3 separate regions of the Zea mays genome follow, and all the other regions are linked to region 1. The links are chromatin contacts, called in public Hi-C maps. All regions are on one chromosome and are shown on one strand. The core of a region is the stretch at or near the end of the contact, and the rest is flanking DNA. Distances in the headings are between cores, read along the strand shown. Region 1 holds the start of LOC103651678. Region 2 has its middle 49 kb from the start of LOC103651699. Region 3 holds the start of LOC100284018 (chalcone--flavonone isomerase).

Evidence for each region. Hi-C and Micro-C count contacts between places; a contact is called where the count stands out from the background.
Region 2: a contact with region 1 is called in a Hi-C map of leaf, with 2.4 times the contacts expected there. The contact joins the enhancer-like site here to the promoter of LOC103651678 in region 1. A contact is called at or near these places in 2 of 25 Hi-C or Micro-C datasets (ear and leaf).
Region 3: a Hi-C map of leaf shows a contact between it and region 1, with 2.9 times the contacts expected there. The contact joins the promoter of LOC100284018 here to the promoter of LOC103651678 in region 1. A contact is called at or near these places in 5 of 25 Hi-C or Micro-C datasets (bundle sheath, leaf, tassel and 1 more).

Annotation. Positions count from the first base shown.
Region 1 is chr3:236,820,631-236,823,359 of Zm-B73-REFERENCE-NAM-5.0, forward strand. LOC103651678 reads left to right here and starts at 1,392. Exons shown (of 1, transcript XM_008677387.4): 1 at 1,392-2,234. The coding sequence starts at 1,566. The coding sequence ends at 1,919. It overlaps LOC103651679 (PAP/OAS1 substrate-binding domain superfamily), which reads right to left. Exons shown (of 9, transcript XM_008677388.4): 9 at 2,455-2,729.
Region 2 is chr3:236,569,840-236,572,568 of Zm-B73-REFERENCE-NAM-5.0, forward strand. No RefSeq gene overlaps it. Among protein-coding and RNA genes, the nearest start is that of LOC103651699, 49 kb to the left of the region's middle. Within about 2 kb of position 1,377, at least 11 of the 20 cell types and tissues checked have an H3K27ac peak or open chromatin away from gene starts, as enhancers often do. A contact at or near this core is called in ear and leaf, where this site is marked.
Region 3 is chr3:236,670,010-236,672,738 of Zm-B73-REFERENCE-NAM-5.0, forward strand. It overlaps LOC100284018 (chalcone--flavonone isomerase), which reads left to right and starts at 1,328. Exons shown (of 3, transcript NM_001157980.1): 1 at 1,328-1,598; 2 at 1,702-1,791; 3 at 1,934-2,729. The coding sequence starts at 1,598. The coding sequence ends at 2,526.

The sequences.
Region 1 (2,729 bases), core at 142-2,641:
CTAAAATCAGCAAAAGAAAGAGCTCTATACAGCATATCAGCATTATAGACATTCTAAGAATGTTCCAATATGTAGCAGTTTGGTACAGATAATCTAATCATGTACAACAAAGTTGGCGCTTGAGAGGCTGATATTACCGTTCAATAAAGGGGAAAATCTGCATCACTGCAAATCAGAATATAACATAGAACAAAGAAAGGAATTTTTATTACAAACCAAGTATTACAATGTCACCAAGGCCAGGCATGAGAATGGTCGTTCAGCATCTGCAGTTGAAAACAGAAGGTGAATATAACCAAGCAAAGCGAAATTGATCAAACAAACCTGAATACAAAAGGCCAATCCCAGAACATTGTTTGCGAGCCAATGCTTCCTTGACGTATACCACACAAAAAATTCATGGCTGCTAACTGCGTCCACAGCGCGGTGCGAAGAAGTATGGCACGGCCGGGGGTGGACTGTCGCTAGCCACACCATCGTGGACAGCCGCAGCTTAAGGGCGGCATCACGTGAGTGGCCATGGACTGACAGCCCAACAATCATCGCGTGAGTGGCAGTTTAAACGCGGTTGAAGAGGAGAAGGCGGAGATCACGGGGCAGAAGAGGGACGGGGAGAGCGCGCGGCGAGGAGGAGGGAGAGGGATGACGGAGCTTCGACGGGGGAGGCTGATGTAGGTGGAAGGAGTGTACGGGTCGGATATGGGCTTGCTTGCTAGCTCTCCGAGTAGAATGCACGGAAGATCGTCAGAAGACGTACGACAGCCAGTCATCAAACTCTCCGAAACTGCAGCAGCGTGTTTGATTTCTTTGCTCGCTGCCTCGCTGGCAGGTGCACGTCTTCCTCCTTCCTTTTCCGCTTCTCACACTCTCTCTCAACGTTTTGGGCCCAGCCCGCTAGGCACGGTTAGAAAACCAGTCAGTGACGTGTAAGCACGCGAGCTCGATTTATTGTCCAAGTTCAGCCCGCAGCGGACCTAAACGGGCCGGCCAAAAAGCAGTCGAAAAACGGGCTAAGCGGGCCGGTAAACACATTTTAGTGTAAAAAAGCGGGCTTAACGAGTTTATAGGCGAAACATGGACTAATTAGGTATAATTTGTTTTTTTTAATTAGATTATATTTAATACTTCCAAGTTCCAATTAATATCTATGACAAAGGCTACAATTCAGTTATTTTTTAATACAAACTGGTCAGGCACAAGACTTATATATAATGTAAACAGGCAAGACAAGGACAAAGACGACACAGTGCGGCGTTCAGTCACTCACACGCGGTTTCCTTTCGTTCCGATGGACTCCGTCGTCTCCAAGCCACCGCCGGTCGCCGCCTATATATATTATATATATCTATCTTTTCTCCTGCCTTACCTTCTCCCTCACACCTTCCCGCGTCTCTCTCTCTCTCTCTCTCTCTCTCTCTCTCTCTCTCTCTCTCTCTCTCTCTCTCTCTCTCTCTCTCTCTCCACCATCCAAATCCACACACGCACCGTCCGCGTCCAGCTAGCTACTCCACCTGACGAGTGACGACGACTCCAACGCCTGCCCGGCGGCCCGCGCATTCGCGTCAATGGGCAGCACAGGAAGACAGCAGCAGACGCGGCTCCGGCCGCCCCGCTTCAGCAGCTTGTTCCTCCTCCTCCTCGTCCTCCTCGCCGCCGTCTTCACGCAGCCATCCAGCTGCAGGCCTGTGCTTCTTGTCGACAAGACCGACGCCACCGACGTCATACTGCTGCCTGTACCCGCCGACGCCGAGACCACAGCGACGGTCGTCTTCGCGGCACCGTCGGCGACCGTGCCCAGAGAGGACGACGACGAGGGCCGGCGGCATCATCGGCTCGCCGGCGGCCGCCACCAGTGGCTGCTCAACAAGAAGCCCCGGGGCAAGGCGCCGCCCTCCGCCCCCAGCAAACGCACCAACTGATTTCATTTCATCTCGATCGACATCGACCGTGCGTGCTCACTCTCCAACGACGGAAAAACGACACGCTGATACTAGTTCTCCTCGTCTTCCATTCAAACTTCTTCTTCATTTATTTCTTCTTTTCTTTTTTCTTTTTTTTGGCTTGAGTACATATATAGTACAGTCTACAGGATGTAAATGTAGATACCGATCGATACATGATACAATTCAGTTCCAAGTGTTTCGCGATCGCGTCTTCATTGTTAGGCAACGTACGCCACAGTGTCTTTTTAGTTCTTGGATCTATAAAAAGGTGAGAATATATATTATTGCAGACCGAGATGCATGTTCTTGTTCTTGGATCGAGCAAGCAGGGGAGGACGGCATTCGGTCAACCAGTTTGACGCCTGCATGGCTGGGAGACACGCATACGCATGCAAGGCGCCGTAGCGGACAGCGGGTCGACAGTGCGTGGGCGTGAACGCGCGCGAGTTTTACGCGCTTTTCGCCTTTTGCGTCCACGCGGATCGATCAGGACGCGCACAGACTTGCGAGATAATTTATTTGTTGCGAGATCCTGCCAGACCCCTTACTCGTTATATAAACGCCAACAAAGGCTACTAAAAACGCTATTCTCAACAACAACACAACCAACTAGCCCTCCAACATGTCTGAAGGGGGACCTTTTCCTAGTAACAGTACTATCTACATGTCATAACCCTGCATCTTTATTCCTTCTGCTTCTCTTGCTGTCCCTTTTGTTTTCTTTCTTTTTTTTTCTTTTTTGCCAAATGAGGGTGTAAGGCTGATCGCAGGGACAAGGTGAATCTG
Region 2 (2,729 bases), core at 127-2,626, 250 kb before region 1:
CAGCAAAACAGTGCAATAGCAATGAATGTTGTGGTAACTTCACACCTACCCGTCTGTTTATATATTGCTGCAGGTAAGAAGGTGAATCGTCAGGATTTTTACACCAGGCAAACAGTTGCTTACACCCGCTGCGCGGTGGACCACAGAGGCCAAATAGTAACCCTGCAGGGTGGGACCGCTACGCGTTCGGAAACTGAATCGTTTCTCGACAACGAGCTCAGGGAAGGTGTTTTTCGGACCTTCGGCTTCCTGAAGCCTAAGAGACTTTTTTCACGGATCAAGCTCGTTACGAAAAATGATCTAGCACCGCGAAGGGGCTACTGTTGGGACCATGCTTCGTCGCCGAAGGTCCTGCAGGAAGAAACAGCTTCGGCTGAAGCTGTCTGCACGTGATGACCGAAGGTTGCTTTTCATGAAGCTTCGGAATTACAAATCGACTTAAAAGTAGAATGACCTTTTAGTCCATAAGTGTTTGAGTCGTTGTTGTAAACTTTTATGAGGGGCATGATTGTAATTCCTCACAGGCTGTGTCTTGTGCCTATAAATAGTGAACATTATTCCTTTACTGTTCACGCATCCCTGTAATTGCAATCGCATCACTCGGGAATTATTCTTTGCCAAGGCAGAGGTATAAATGTATTTAATATTTGAATACATTAAGTTGATATAATATAAAAGTGATGTTGTAATTTATTTGTCTTTGATGCTTTATATCTTTCATTATTTCATATAATCTATTAGAGTTCAATTATGAAGATTCAACCTTCGTAATTGTATCGCCCTTAACCTTCGTCCGAAGCTCATTAAGTCCTTAAGGGAATAATGCTTCAGCGGACGAAGGATGTTAACATTTAACATTTTATGTTGCCTTGTTCTTAATTCATAGCATTTGAGAATGAGTCCCCAACACTATCCTACCCACATACCTCGAGTATGGTTCCCTGAGGCTATAGGCGTACAACAAATGCAACAATCAAGTCAGCCGTGAAGACTCTCTAGACCAGCTGGATGAAGCTCGGGACGTAGCTCTCCTTCACTCAGCAAAATATCAGCAATCCCTTCGGCGCTACCACGAACGGCGAGTCCGACCCCGGGGTTCTAGGAAGGCGACTTGATGCTTCTGCTACGACAAGACAACCGAGGACACCACAAGCCCACTTCCCTTTGGGAAGGACCTTTCATCATTGCCAAAGTGCTGAAGCCAGGAACGTACAAGCTCTGCAACAAGGAAGAAAAAGTCTACGACAACGTCTGAAAGAGCAGCTACGTCCCTTTAGAGTCTTACCACCCCATTGTACTCACCTCGATAGACCGCGCTATACAAACCAACCCAGTGGACCACGGATACACTGTAAAAATACATGCCATCTTGCTACCATCGTGCTTCCTAAAGAGTACTGGCCAGGCCCAGGAAGGAATTCATAATTTCGGGTTCACATGTAGGCCCAAAGGCCCAAGTTAAATTTCATCTAAACGTGTAGAGCCGGGTGGAAAATAGATGCTTCATTCATTTCCAGGACCAGGATGTACTACAGCAGCAAATGGTCATCCATTCACACTGCCATCCAAGTCAAAGTTTGGTTCACAAAAGCAGCGGAAGTATTAGTGGCTCTTGTGTTCCATCTTTTAGAAATATTATATTTAGCACTGATGTCAGCACATTGAGATATGGAAACGGAAGTAGGAAGCTAAGCATGCAGTAAGATGATCGATGTGCATCTAGCTATATTTATGTTAATTAAGAATAAACAGATGTGAAATGAGTGGTCAAATCATTAATCACATATCAGTATCATCAGCCATATATATTGAGGTGATGGATAGGCATGAACACAAACATAGTAACAACCGAACCATGGAGTAGACGCGGAAGGGAGTAAGGGACTCGAGGCAACCACATCCAATAGATCTGAAACACATTCACATTCAGATTCAGTAGCATGTAAATCCTGCAAAAACAACGAAAGTACGTATCACAATAATGTTATCATCTGTGAACTAATAACCAAAGGTTTATAGAACACTAAACCGCTCTTATTAAGAAAGAAACACATTCAGAGCCAGCTGTGAAAACACCTTTAGGCGTGATAATTCATGACTGTCTTGGGCTTCTATGTTACCATCAGGGGTGACGGAAATACTTGTAGAGGGCACACTCAATATACAATTTCTCTATGACCATACATCACAATAGTTCATAACACGTTCATCAGGCAGTATTTCGTCCCATGCAGTCTTTCGTGGGCTCATAATAAGAGCATCTCCAACAATATGAGTTAAAATAGTGCTCCAAAAGATAAAATACTACATCATTTAAAATGTTTAGGTCACTAAAAACAAATTATGCTCCAACCGTAAAGTCCTAAATCATGTATTTTAGGAAGTAAAGTACATTATTATGAAAGAAAATATTGATAATAATGTAGAAAAAGGATAGGACACTAGTATGAGGTATAGTATATTTAGGTCATTTCATGGTGTGCTTTATAATTTTTAATTTTTTTTTTGTAAAATAGGATACTATTGGAACTGTTTTCATGAGTTGAGCCCTATATTTTAATATAGGGCACTGGTTTAAGATACTCTTATAGATGCTCTAAACTGTTTGCCAAACTGCTGATCACTACAACACTCATCTTAGTTCGTCATGTATCATGGAAAAACGTCATAAAGTAGTATCCGTTATGTTTCTAAATTTCGTCATGTGTTAAGCGTCATAGATTAAACAC
Region 3 (2,729 bases), core at 78-2,577, 150 kb before region 1:
AGTAAAAAAATTTGTTCTCGCTGCCAACCGTACGTACGGTTTCTTGTATATTCTGGTTTCAAATTTCAAAATATAAAAGTTAAATTTTGGTCAATAAAACGGTTTTTAGAAATAACGAACGAGAATATAATCTCTGATGTAGAGTATAGATGGCCAATAAGCACGAGACCTGCGAGCCTGGCACAAAGCCCGCTGTTTGTAGGGATGAAAACGGTCGGAAACGGTATTTATTCGGTAATCAGTTTTTTAGTCGTTTTTCTTTGATTGTGAATAAATAAGATATAGAATCTACAATACAAATTTGCATTCTTGTTTTTAACATCCAGCTTGTAAAGATTCATAAAAGTTAAACCTCAAATTCATCTTATATTTTCTCAAATAATAGATATAAACTTCGGTATGGATTCGGAAACAAATTCGGTAATTTTTTCAACGTTTCGTGTTGTAGGGAGCAAATAATACATAAAACAATTTGTGTAATATTTTATTCATATTTGTACTAATGTGCTTGATAACATAAGAAAAAATCAACATTAAATTTTATGCATATCTATTTTAAAATATTAAATTTGTTCTAACAGTTTCGGTTACCGCTTTCATCCCTAGCTGTTTGGGCCTGATCCGAGCCTGGCACGGTCCGGTTCTATGCGGGTCCGGCCCGGCCCGGCACGAATAAGCGGGTCAGTCTCAGACAGGAAACTAGGCATGATGGGCTAGCCCGGCATGGCCGTTTACCTCTAAGCCCGTTAAGCCCGCTTTTTTGCACTAAATCGTGTTTACCGGCCCGCTTAGCCCGTTTTTCGGCCCGCTTTTTTCGTGCTAAACGGGCCGGCCCGGTCCATTTAGACCCGCTGCGGGTCGGGCTCGGACAGGAAAATGAGCCCGTGGGCTTAGACGGTCTGGGCCGGTTTTCTAACCGTGTCTGACGGGCCGGGCCCAAAATGGGCCAGGCGGCCCGTTTGGCCATCTCTAGTGTGGAGTGATTTAGTTAGGGTGAGTTTTGCAAAGTTTAAAATGATGAATTATATAATGGTATAGATATAAACTTATGTTTGTAATATAACCTAATGTTGATAACAAACTTGGATAGTTTAATTTTGACCAGACCTAAAATAATTATTTTTTTAAACTGGGAGGGCGGAGCTTTTTGAGTGGTAGCTTGACGACTTTGAATTGGTTGTTGGCTGGCCGCAGCATACACCTAACCCCCCCCCCCCCCCCCCCCCCCCCCCCCCACCCCCAAGATGACCTAGAGGCTAGAGAGTTCGTTCGTTGTCAGTTGATATCCCAGCCACAGCCCACAGCTTCCTTGCTCGCTTCCCTGCCTCTCCTCCTACCTAACCTCACCACCACCTGCAACAACAAAGCACACGCCCGGCACTACCATCCATCCATCCGCGCGCTCTTAATTTAGCTTCCTCCTCCTCACCTACTAGCAGGCACAGCAGGCAGCAGCATCGATCGGATCGGAGCAGCACAGCGCGCGTCACCGCAAGCTCAAGTGTCTTCTTCCTTGCTTGCTTGCCTGCTGCTTACCTCTCAGTTCCCCACTCACGTCCCTTGCCGTACGTACGTGCGTCCAACACACCAGGTGAAAAGTAAGTACACCGCCGTCGACTTCCGATACATCATCTCAGTTCTGCATGCATGGTTTATTTCACCGTATGGACGACTGTGACGAAGAGCAACGTCGTTGCGCAGTGGGCTCGGAGACGGAGACGGTCAACGTGGAAGGCATCCCGTTCCCGGCGGAGATCACCGTCGGCAACCCTCTCTCCCTCCTAGGCACAGGTACGTCCGCCCGTTCGTCTTCATCGTTTCAGCCGTGCATTCAATAATTCCCTTGGTTCGTTTGCTGCTACTCACTGTACCTGTACGTCTCACTTGTACTGTACGTCTGTACCGCGGCTGCCACGCCGTCGATCGCACGCAGGTATCACGGACATCGAGATCCACTTCCTGCAGATCAAGTACAACGCCATCGGAGTCTACCTCCACAACGCCGGCGGCGGCGACAGCACCACGCCCACGCTGCTGGGCCACCTCGGGGCCTGGAAGGGCAAGACGGCGGAGGAGCTCCTAGCGGACGCCGCCTTCTGGGCCGCGCTGGTCGCGGCCCCCGTCGAGAAGCTGTTCCGCGTCGTGGTCATCAAGGAGATCAAGGGCTCGCAGTACGGCGTGCAGCTTGAGAGCTCCGTCCGCGACCGCCTCGCCGCCGCCGACCTCTACGAGGACGACGAAGAGGAGGCGCTCGAGAAGGTCGCCGACTTCTTCCAGTCCAAGTACTTCAAGCCGGGCTCCGTCGTCACCTTCCACTTCCCGGCACCGGCCTCCGCCTCCCCGGGACCCGCGGCGGAGATCACCTTCGCGACGGAGGGCAAGGGCGACGCCAGGATCGCGGTGGAGAACGGGAACGTCGCCGGGATGATCCAGACCTGGTACCTCGGCGGCGACTCCGCGGTGTCCCCCAGCACCGTCCGCAGCCTGGCCAACCGTTTCGCCGCGCTGCTCGCCGTCGCCGCGTGATTTATACCGGTCGGCGGGCCGGTTGGTCGAGTTGCGTTGGATTTGAGTTCGTGAATGTCCGTCCTGTACGCGTGTTGTCTCGTGTGTGTTGTCGTTTGCAGCGAATTTGCAAGTAATAATAATAAAAATTATGTCCGGTAGGTTGTGCAGATTGTCGTTGTGGAAACTGTAATATGAGATAGAAAATTTGACGGTCTCTCGAC